Linked DNA regions of Mus musculus: all the other regions are linked to region 1. Evidence: chromatin contacts called from public ChIA-PET and Hi-C data. All regions are on one chromosome and are shown on one strand. The core of a region is the stretch at or near the end of the contact, and the rest is flanking DNA. Distances in the headings are between cores, read along the strand shown.

Region 1 (3,881 bases), core at 652-3,151:
AGTACTGTCTATTTGACCAAAAGCCAAGTGCCATGGGCATTGATGCTTATACATTTTAAGAAAAGAGGGACAGGAGTTTATCCATTATAGTGTTTCAGTCAGGTTAGTTATAAGAGCTCTCAAAGAAGGAGTCTATGTTTTCTTCCTGTTAACACATTGCTGAGATCATGTTAGGAACTGAGCTCAGGTACACGGAAGGAAACATTCTATGAACTTCTCAATGGTTTCCACCCTGGGCAAAGCTTTGCATTTTATCACTAAGGGTAAAACAAAGAAGCATAAATTCTCTTTCTGGCTTTTGCTGTGTTTGTGTAGCATAGGGGTATATTAATTAAGAATTGCATTGGGTTGGCAGTAACACAGAGCAGAACTAAAAGTACTTATGCAAGTTATTTATTTTCTTGCATAACTTGGAAAGTAAGATTTTTATCAATCTTGGACTTGCATAATCATTCTATGAATGTTCCAAACCCAGTCTCCTGCTCTTTTCCTATCAGTATCCTTGAACATGTTTCTACCTTTAAAGTTACTTATTTGGCTTGATTAACAAAATTCTTTCCTAGAAACAGAAAGGGGTAATGGAGGGACAATTGGCTCAAAGGGTTATAGAGGCCACGAAGTCACAAATTCTGTATGTAGCAAGCCAAAAACAGCCAAAAGTAAGTATGAGTCTAAAGCCCACAGGACTTCAGACACAAAAAGAGCTGATGTCTTGGTTTGAGTCCAGAGGCACTCTGATAATCATAGGCCTGCTCAGAAAGGCAGAAGTAAGGAATTCGCTTTCACTCTAAAACATCATCTCCTTTGTTCTGTTCCTTCTAGGTTACTTGAGGGTAACCTACATGGGGGAAAGGATTCTGCTTTACTCAATCTACCAACATCAGCTTTCCTCTCATCCCAAAACACCTTTGCAGGTGTACTGGGAATAACATCTTGTCAATATCTGGATACCCCATGGTTCTGGCAAGTTTTAATACATTACACCAATCACTACATCAATCAAGTCAACTGGGGAGAGCAAAAGCCATCAGAAGCATATGCCAGGTGCAGGGAGAGGTTGCATTAAAGGGGCAGACTTGTCTGTGACTTCATGCCATTTTGAGACTTAGTCTACCTTCCTGTAACTTTCTTTTTTAGCACATCAAGATAAAGAACCAATTTCATGGCTACAGAGCACCAAATGAAAGCCACAATAAATAAGTTTTCCCAACCATGGATCATTGTCATCCAAATAAAACCAGTATGTCATTACTAATGAAAAGGAGCAACTTGATTTCAAAAGGCTACTAGCAATTTCTTCCCCAGGGTTAACTGCTGCTACAGTATGTACCACAAAATTTTCAACTCAGGATTCTCCAAACTAATAGACATGCAGCCATTCTAAGACAATTACATACTAAGCTGGCAGAAGATACTGAATAGAGAATAATATCACCCTTCAACATGGGCCAGAGACCAGGCACAAACTAATTTTAAAAACCCTCGAAATTTTAATGCTGCTTTAAAGATTTCAAAAGCTTCTTAATACAACTGAGCTCTCAGATTTCTCAATTCAATATTTAAACGTGAGAGGCCATGTTAGTGACGGAGAAGACACAAGTGCCACGTCACTACAGATTTCCCAGCATTCCACTGGCATTCCCTTGAAGTGCGAGATTGGCGCTGCTCATGAAATACCACATGCATGGCCCAGAAAACAGAATCGCAAAGTTTCTAAACACCAGAGCCCCCGAGTGTTGCACAGCATGTGTGTCCCACTTCCTCCTCCCTATGGCAGACTTGCTTGTTAATAAGCATGATTTTTATTCTTAACCTCACAGCAGGCCTTGTTTCACTGATTGCTAATTATTACCCCCTCTTTGTGGTGACACTCTCAACCCACAGCTCAGTTTCATATCCTAAAAAACCTGCGAAAATGAAACAACACCAGATTTTCTCACTGACATCACCCTGCTTCTGGTGACAGATCTGAAGCCTGTGCATGATAAATTTGGTGTTATAAAAAACTTTAGCTGGTGTTCAAACTGTCAGATATGCTGTGCAGGGCCCTGACGTGCTAGATGTTACTTCTTGTTTTGACTATTCTGGTTGATTTTTTTTCTCCTAAAATTTGTGAGATCTCAAATACATGGGTAATGCTGGAGGGATTTTCATCTTCTCTTGGGGTCAACAATTCCCACCTTCTTGGGCACTCCCTTTGTTGCTTTGTTTTATAAGATACTCTTTCTGGACCATCTGAAGATTTGGCAGAGATTTATTGTTTCAATTTCAGTTTTGTTTTTTTTTTAAGTTTCTTGAAAATACTGTATGGTCAAAGACACCTTTGGATATAGTAAGACCAGGATTGTGAATGATTGTTCTGCTATCAGAGAAAATAGAACCATCCCTTTATCATCTACATTGAAAAGCTTTTGAATTTGTAGATTATTGAAAGGGGCTCCAAATCCACTGCTAATTGTTTTTCCCAATGAAGAATTTGGAAAAGAAAATTGTTCCCTGATGGATAATTGATTAACATCATAGCAAAGCCTGGCTGGGCAGGCTCCTACCTACTTTTCACATTTTACAACCTTTTCTATGTGGGGGGGGGAGAAAAAATATGCATATATATTATTGTTATATATATTATTGTTAGGCTTTGAGAGATAGGTTGAGAGATGAATGTAATATCATGTGATACATGATAATAACACCTGTAATACCATGGCAATGTAGAGTAATCAAGAGATTTCTAAATTGCAACCAAGGACCCCTTAGCTAAGCAAAATATGTTATAGGACATCTGAGTGAGACTACTATTGTAGCGACTTTAACAGGAAAAGAGGGAAGAGAAGTGGGGAAGGGGTGATTGTGAATTTTGTTACCTTTCATTCTGCTACTAGAATTATGGGCAAATCAGTATTTATCAGATGAGGTTAAATGATCCCACAGTCTCTTCTAGTCCAAAATATATGTTTTAGTGATTCTTATAGTCTTCCATCTCTCTAGAGAAGAAGAAGAGGCTTTAAGATTTCAAATCTTATAATAATTTTCCATTAAGTATTTACTCCTTCACTTCCACACACTCTTCTCTAACACAATTAAAGATCATACAAAGGACTTGAGCTGTACTTAAGTACTACTCTCCATATACATGAACACAATCCTGTGATCTTGAGAAGGTATTGGCCATTACTAGTGGGCTTTACATAATGCTGATATATTCATATTTGTCCTAAATATCACATAGGTGGAGTTAAGAAAAGAAAGATCATCTGACAGTATGCTTTCCACTTACTGGCACCATTGGCAAGTCTGTTTACTAATTAGTCTCCAATAACCCTATGTTATGACCAGTGTTACAAACTTATAAAACTATTTTCTAGAGAAGAAGGAGTTCAAACCATAACAAAACAAAACACCATGAATGCCATTTCCCTACTGGTTGGGACCATTCAAAGTGCAGACAACTCCAAAGCATTTGCTTTGCTTTAATTATCTCACTAGTCCTTCCACTGATGAGCATTTCCTAAATCTCAGGTTAGAATTACCCTAAAACATGCTGGGATGAAGCGGTCACAATGAAGCCATCTGTGGACGCAGGTGGACATATCTTCACAAGCAGAAAAGCATACCGAGCACAGTAATGGAAATGTGCACATTTTGGTGTGGTTTTACACAAAAATTTCTGAGAGACCAGCTTGCATTAAGTCATGAGAAAATTTCCTGGACAAAAGCATACTGAGAAAGAATCTAAAGGTAAAATTAGCTATTGAAGATGCCCAAGTATACCAGGGACACTGTATTATCCCAGAAAGAGACAAAGTGAGAAGGTGAGAAGCTGCAGTGAGTAATGAGGTCAGATTCTTACTACATCTCATGCCTCATAAGCTAGGGTGGAG
Region 2 (3,881 bases), core at 478-2,977, 190 kb after region 1:
TCTGAACTGACTCCCCAAAGGGAGATTGTACAACAATTTTATGGGATGACAACACAAAGCAAGGGGGAGGAGGGAGGGCTGTTGCCTTGACCAATCATATTTCAACACAAGGCATTAAGCAGGGAAGTTAAAGTTGGTGACTGGGACGTATCCAGGTCTCCAAGTTTCAGGATCCTTGAGTCACCTTTTGCAGTCAGGTCCCTTCCTGGACTCTGACCTAGAATTTATAATGATATAGGAACAAAGGAGTGGGCAAGCAGCACGTGGTCAATTAAGTCAAGACAGGCGATGCATTTATGACTTGTGTGCTTGTAATTTAGACAACAAGATAACAGCAACTTTCATTTTTACATCCTTTCCTGGTTAGCAGAAAAACATGAAACATCTGAAGAAGCAGGATAGTAGTTGGGTTCCAGGACCTGAGAACATGAACTCAGGTTTGACCCTGTCAACAAGGTAGAACTTGTTTCTGAGATGGCTGGACTCAGAAAACTGTCTCCAAACAGTAACTAATAAGCCAAATGGGTGGAGAGCATCATACAGGTGAACTGGTATGATAGAGCATAAAGATCAAATCATTAATTACTCCTCACATTCCTGCGTGGTATTATCCTCAATTATTAGATGAGAAAGTTTAGGGTCAAACAGGCTAAGTAACTTGTATATCAATAAGGTATAAGGCTACCTATAAGATATAAGGGTACCTAACTGTAGGGGATAAAATCACTTAAGGATTCTAGAATTCTAGGTCACAGGGTTAGGTTAAGAGCTCGCCAATAATATTTATATCAAGGACCTTAGCTCTACTCATTCTCCCGCTTATGTCTCCATAGTGTGCTGGCTCTTTGTCTATAGGCTTCTAGTCTCACACACCATGAGGGCTGTAGCAGCCCCAACTATCATTTGTTTATCCATTAGAACTAAAGGGAAGGAAAAAGAGAGTAGAATTTTCTTTTGCTGCAGTTTCTCTTTTTATTAAGAAAGGAATTTTTATCCAAGTCCACCAAAGAAACAAACTATTTGACAGACACAAACCACACCAAAAGCCATGGGAGTGTGGCTGCATGGATGTCTCAGCATTGCTGTTGGAGATTGTCCTGCCAAGAAGGAAGAAGGAATGGAGCAAGTGATGGAAAAAGAAACCAACAACAAACCAGTCAGATCAATGACAGTGAGGTCCAGCTCATGCGCCAGACTTAGCGATTGACAGGGCTGAGTCTTGTATCTTAAAGGAGGTGATTTTAGCTCAAAACCAATGGGGTAGCTATTCTTGTGGTAGTTGTAACCAACAGTTTTTAACTTCAGTACTTTGTTCTTAGAGGAGCTGAGGAGTCACTCTGTGGGTCAAGGGCTGCCTGGAAAGAATGGCTGTGTGTCTGGGAACTGACTCTCTCATCTGGAGTAAAACAGATTTCCCAGTGAGATTTTCTGCCCCACAGTCTAAGTCACCCACTGTCCTTGTTAGGGTTTCCATTGCTGTGAAGAGACACTGTGAGCAAGGAAACGTTCCTAAAGAACAACATTTAATTGGGGCTGGCTTACAGTTGCAGAGGTTCAGTCCATTATCATCATGGTGGGAAGCATGGCAACATCCAGGCAGACATGGTGCTGGAGAAGGAGCTGAGAGTTCTACATCTTGATCTGAAGGCAGGCAGGAGGACACCCTCTTCTACACTGTGTGGAACTTGAGCACAGGAGGAAACCTCAAAGCCCACCTCTACATTGGCACACTTCCTCCAACAAGGCCACACCTCCTCCAACAAGGCCACACTCCTAATACTGCTACTTCCATGACCCAAGCATATTCAAACCATCACAGCCACATAATCTGCAAGTTGACTGCTTGTTTGTTTGTTTGATTGATTGATTGACTGTTTTGTGTTTTGTTCCTGCTTCTAGGCCAAAAAGACCTTCCCTAGCCCACCAGGACTTTCATCACCCAATAGCAGAACATTATTGAGTTGTTCAGATAGATAGAAGGACAGTCTTCTGCTGTCTGACGCTGCCTCCACCTCCTCTCATGCTTGTTGGGTGCAGCTGCATGGTGGTTTATACTGTTAAATTCTGTGGCTTTGACAGCAGATCAAAAAAAAAATGGTAATAGGTCGGCTTATTTTGAGTGCAGTCAGAGGTTATGAGAGGGCAGCCCACAGACCAACACCCTTATCCCCACAGGAAGTACATTAGCAGCGTTGACTCTCAGGCCATACCCTAGAGTGTGCTGAAGAAGAAGATTGCATTTTAACAAGATCTATAAGACTTCCATCTGCAAACTTATCTCATTTACATAAGACAGTTTTCTATCTAATCTCTGGCCCAGCCTAACTATTTAGACCACTATCTGTTTTGTTTGTTTGTTTGTTTGGTTGGTTGGTTTGGGTTGGTTTGGGTTGGTTTGGGTTGGTTTGGTTTTTAGAGGTTTCTCTGTAGTCTTGGAATTGACTATGTAAACCAGGCTGGCCTTGAACTTACAAAAATCTACCTGATTCTGCCTTCCAAGTGCTAGGATTAAAGACTTGTGTCCCCACAGCCTGGCTAAACATGTATTTTAGATTTTTGGGGGGGTGGGGGGGTCATAGATCACTATCCTTAAATTTAGTATAAACTTCCAGTTGGCATATACTTGTTATATATTCCATTATATAGAATTCCTTTATATGCAGTGCTGCCGTAGCCCTGTATTTACACTTCTTTCTAGGCCTGGTTTGTGAGGGCTCCCCTGTGGTGAGCTCTATCAGCTGGCACAGCCTCTCAGGAGCTGATTCTTTATGGTCTTCCTAGATCTTCTTTCAGAGATGCCCCTTAGCAGCATGTGTCAGGCACTGTGGGAAAGCTAACAACATCTCGATAGGAAAATGCTATAGATCAGTGTTGTGTTCCCAGAGAACTAGCATACACAGGTAACCTGTGTAAGTCAGGCATGCTGGATCTTGGCACAGTAACTTTACATAAGTATGCGAAGGCACTGGCATTTTCAATGTACTAATTCTTCATGCAATGGACTGGTTGTTCCTGTTTATTCTCTCCTTGGTCAAAATGCACAGATGATACCACCCGGAAATCTCACTGAAATACTGTATCTACAATGTAATGTTACAAAGAGTAATTGAGCTATCTATTAAAATGTTCTTTTAGGGCTGAGGTTTACCTCCAACGTGATGAAATTTTTCTAGCCTGCCTAAAGCTCTGGGTTTAATCTCCAGAAACTCTTCGCTCTCCCCCCCTCTCCCTCTCCCTCTTGGTCTATCGCTATCACTCTTTCTTGCCTTCTCTCCCTCTTATAAAATGACACCTAGAATTTGTTGTTGTTGTTGTTGTTGTTTTAGGAGTCCTTATTTTAAAACTATTTCCCTGTTACTGTGCAGTTGGTTTTTTAGGATCTCCTCAAACACAGCTGCTGCACTGACTCAGCAGGTAAAGGTCTGCATTGAAAGACTCCTGACTTGTGGTCAGTCCCTTAGACCCATGTGGTAAAAGGACAGGATTAAATCAACCCCTGCAAGCTACTCCTCTGCGTTCTCTCTCTCTCTCTCTCTCTCTCTCTCTCTCTCTCTCTCTCTCTCTCTCTCCCTCCCTCCCTCCCTCCCTCTCTCCCTCCCTCTCCCTCTCACGCACATGCACAGACACATGTGTGCACACGAACTAGGACATGAAACCGTGAGCATAGCATCCCAGCTTTTATCTCAGTTGTATATCATCATTATTAGGAAGCTGAACAGTCAATAGCAGAACATAGTTATGTGGCCCAATTTCCAAATCCTTGGCTTCTCCATCAGCTGCACTGCAAAGCTGCAGGTTGTCAGCTTCCCAGGATAGCTTCTCCAGCTGAAATCAGTAGTGCTCTCTCAAAGCCTGTGGCTCAGGTCTTCTAAGTACATCGT
Region 3 (3,881 bases), core at 875-3,374, 150 kb after region 1:
AGCATATAGGCAGACATAGAGTTGGAGAAGGATCCAAAGACAAAGTTGATCCAAAGACAGCCAGAAGAAGACTGTCTTCTACAAGAAGCCAGGAGGAGGCTTTCTTCCATGAAAGATGGAGCTTGAGCATAGGACTTCAAAGCTCATAGTGCCTCATTTTCTCTAGCAAGGCCACGCCTACTCCAACAAAGCCACACCTAATAGTGCCTCTTCCTATGGGCCTAGCATATTCAAACCACCACAGCCACTTTCCCCAAAATTTTTACCTCCCAATCCTCTGAAGCTGTGAATATGTATTACATGACAAGGAGGCTGGAGATTAAAGTAGTAAATAGAACTGAAGTTGCAGGACATCTAACCTTAAAATCAGAAGGTAGCCTGAATTATTTGGGTCATTTTAACACAAACATAAGATCCTTGACTGGAGAAGGGAGAAGCAGAAAAAAAGCAGAGGTAGCACTCACTGTAAGAGAACCTTGAGGGGGAAATGGTTTTGATCTATTTTTTTCCATTCTCATAAATGTTGGTCAAAGACTAATTCCTCTTTTTGTAGCAATGTATGGTGACCTCAAATATGGTAGAAATCCATTTTGAGCTAATAAGGAACTGTAAGACCCAGAATGCATGTAGCCCTTAGAAACTGGAAAAGACAAGATATTGGAAAGTCCCTGGTAGTTTAGAAAAGAACACAGCCATGCCACCACCTTGAAGTTGGTTTGGGTGTCTGAGCTCTAAAAATGTTAGTTTGGGGTAATGCTTTATCAAGGCATTAGGAAAACAACAGAATGAACTGCTTCTTTGAAATTTGATTTTTCTTCCCTCTCTTTGGATATGGCAGAAGCTCCACCATTTATTCAGGTCACAAGTAGGTGCTCTCTTTATTCCTTCTTCTCCAGATGCACCCATCTATAACAACATCAGGTTCTGTAGATTTTCGCTAACAAGTCGCCCACTGAGTCCTTCACTAATTCAGATCATCTGCATCAATAACTTCAAGAGGAGGGAAGCAGCACTCACCATTCACCAGCCTCTCTCCACTGAACAGCCAGTTAAATCTGTCCTGAAGATTTCACGTTTAGATCTGTCTCCTTGAAACACTTCTATGATGTGCTTTGTCGCTCAGTCAGAGTGTCCTTACATGGTTTTAGATCCTCCATTGTTTACCTGTCTTCTATCATATTTCCCAATACTCACCATAATAAAAGCATTCCCTCAAGTGTTGGTGATGGCTTCTGGGTCTCCAAAGCTACAATTTGGGTGTAATTAGTGCTCCATTTTCATCTATTTTTAAGACCCAGATTTACTCCCTTCATCTTGTACAAGGTCCACTAAAGAGCACCCTGACGTCAGGACCTTGGGCTCTCATCCTAACACAGTCATCACAGTAATTAATGTTTATTCTCTATGAGGGCAGCTTCTACTGAACTTTTTACTATGCTATTTCTATCCTGGGCACAGCATAGTTAGGAATAGTTAGCACAGTCAAGTTAGGAGTAACTGTAATATATTGCTATATTTACATTACCATTAATGTCTTACTGTGTCTAATTTACATATTAATATTTTGTAGACATGTATGGGAAATGCAGAGAAGTATCTGGGGCTGCAATTTCAGATGTACATTGGGGAGGGATTATTACTGGAGTTTCACAATCAGAAAGTAGTGCATGTCTACAGGTGTATTACTTAGAGGAACTTGGAAAATACTCAAACAGGGAACAAAAGCAATCCTGGTGGTGGGTTTCTTGTTACCCAGAAGCGTACAAGAACAGAAATCATGTTTTCTGACTTTGAACAGAAGATTGCCAGTGCAACAACTAGTTCAAGCCCTCTGAACCTGCATCCTATCTGTAATTAGACATGTCTCATAGGTTTGTTATGAGAAAGAATGCTCTGCAAGAACCCAACAGAAGCAGAGAACCAGCCAGACACACAACTTAGGGCACAGACAGAACTCTGGGAAAGCCCACCCCATCTATCACTGGTACCGCCCCCTGGGCAGAACTCTACTTCTGATTGGGTAATTTCCTGTCTGTCTTACCGTTCCCAACTGCGGAGCCCAATCGCGTCAGGCTCCGCGAGGCGCCAGTCTTCCGGTACAGCGCTTGCATCGCGGCGGGCGGAAGTGGCGCCGCTTTTTTGAAATCGGCCGAGTGGGCTCGCGCCGGACCCGAGCCGCCGGGGGTGCCATGTCCACCCCTCCGCTGGCGCCCACGGGCATGGCGTCCGGGCCCTTCGGCGGCCCGCAGGCTCAGCAGGCCGCGCGCGAGGTCAACACGGCCACGCTGTGCCGCATCGGGCAGGAGACCGTGCAGGACATCGTGTACCGCACCATGGAGATCTTCCAGCTGCTCAGGAACATGCAGGTGGGCGCCTGGGGTGACAGAGCTGGTGAAAGCGGGCCTCCGCGGGCGACCTCAGGGTGGCCGGGTCGCCTCTACACCCCAGGTCCTCAGCGTGTATCCCCTTGCCCTGAGAGGCCGCAGGTGTGGAGGTCCCACCTCCTCCTTACCCCATACCTGGAAGACCTCAGGCTGGCCATCCTGCTTTACACCCTTGGTTCCCAGTATGTGTCTGTCTCACGCCCTGGAAAACCCTCAGGCATGGACACACCCCCTTATACCCAAAGTCCCCACCGTGCATCTATCTCTTGCTCAGGGTTACGACGGGTGGACACCCCGTTATGCCAATGTCCCCAGCATGAGTCTGCCATCTGACATGAGCGATTCCAGACATGGTCACCCCTATTTTCCCCAGAACTGTTACCCAGCATGCGTCTCTCCCCCACCCCAGGCGACTCCTATACTAGCTATGCTCATTACCGCTAGAAGTGTCACAAGCATATCTGTCCCCCAACCCCATCGTGCTTTTCAAAGTTCAAATGGATCACGCTGTACTTGCTTTTTAAAATTACTTTAAAAATTTTAGAGCAAAATTTCTCCTGAAGGAGATGCCCCGAAGCTGAAGAATTCAGACAATAGTGTAACCCCTTTCTAGACTTAACTAGACTACAGTAAGCTGTGCAAATGTAAAGTTATGGCATATGTTTAGGAATATACTTGTGACCTTATCATAGTTGCAAGAGTGAAAACAAGTGTTATCCAAGAAGTTTCCTTGCATCCCGTGGCATGTTTGCCTCCATCCCCAGGGAGCCAGTGTTAGTGTTTTTCCAGTTGTATGTGATAAGAATCACATAGCATGTGAGCTCTATTGGTCCAGGTTCTTTCAGCATATACTTATGTTATTTTTTTCTCTTGCTAATTTGTTGAGTGACTACGTGGCAGCCTTTGCATTCGTTCATCTGTATGAACGAATTTGTAAATAATGACAAAAATTTTTTAATGGATTTTTTTGTATGGGAATGTGTTTCAGTTGATTTCAGAGTGGAATAGCTGAATTATGTATGTATGTGTGTGTGTGTGTGTGTGTGTAATTTTTTTAATGTGTCTGATCTATTTGAATCTCCATCTCTGAGGGTCCTTGTTTACCTCTGCTTTATCGTCATTTGTTACTGTTGTCTCTCTTTACTTTCCCAGGTACTTAAGTCGGCCACTCATTTCTTTTCTTCTTGAGGAGCAGAGGGTTTATCATTTTGAGGGCATCCTACTTGTTGATTTGTTCATCCATAGTTCTTGCTTTTGGTATCAAACTTAAAATTTAAAAAGCAATGGATGTTTCCTGTGGAAGTTTTGCTCTTTGAATCTCTCCTTGTGTTTATCTCCTGGCTAGATTCTGAAGGGATGATATGGGCAATCCGTTTGGGTCTAAGTTCATCTTTTGGCTCCAGATTGTGACAGTACCATTTGTTAGTCGTTCTTAGAGCTTGCTTATCCTCACATTACAAGATGCAGAAAGCATCTTTGTTCTACTCCTGAGGAGCC

The links. A called contact is a pair of places that touch in the nucleus more often than the background predicts. ChIA-PET counts read pairs in DNA pulled down with a chosen protein or histone mark.
Region 2: an RNA polymerase II ChIA-PET map of effector CD8 T cells shows a contact between it and region 1, with 29 read pairs. The contact joins two enhancer-like sites. A contact is called at or near these places in 1 of 484 Hi-C or Micro-C datasets (pre-B cells) and 3 of 115 datasets of contacts at active chromatin or transcription factors (CD8 T cells, effector CD8 T cells and memory CD8 T cells).
Region 3: a Hi-C map of pre-pro-B cells shows a contact between it and region 1, with 2.2 times the contacts expected there. The contact joins the promoter of Med30 here to the enhancer-like site in region 1. A contact is called at or near these places in 1 of 39 promoter capture datasets (pre-B cells), 4 of 484 Hi-C or Micro-C datasets (bone marrow-derived dendritic cells, conventional dendritic cells, conventional type 1 dendritic cells and 1 more) and 3 of 115 datasets of contacts at active chromatin or transcription factors (effector CD8 T cells, embryonic stem cells and memory CD8 T cells).

What each region holds. Positions count from the first base shown.
Region 1 is chr15:52,563,815-52,567,695 of GRCm38.p6, forward strand. No RefSeq gene overlaps it. Among named protein-coding and RNA genes, the nearest start is that of Gm23267, 66 kb to the left of the region's middle. Within about 2 kb of position 1,902, at least 35 of the 459 cell types and tissues checked have an H3K27ac peak or open chromatin away from gene starts, as enhancers often do. A contact at or near this core is called in effector CD8 T cells, memory CD8 T cells and pre-pro-B cells, where this site is marked.
Region 2 is chr15:52,751,759-52,755,639 of GRCm38.p6, forward strand. All of the region lies in intron 3 of Gm41323 (a long non-coding RNA gene), which reads right to left. Among named protein-coding and RNA genes, the nearest start is that of Gm34794, 33 kb to the right of the region's middle. Within about 2 kb of position 1,728, at least 56 of the 459 cell types and tissues checked have an H3K27ac peak or open chromatin away from gene starts, as enhancers often do. A contact at or near this core is called in effector CD8 T cells and memory CD8 T cells, where this site is marked.
Region 3 is chr15:52,710,321-52,714,201 of GRCm38.p6, forward strand. Med30 (mediator complex subunit 30) reads left to right here and starts at 2,125. Exons shown (of 4, transcript NM_027212.2): 1 at 2,125-2,366. The coding sequence starts at 2,190.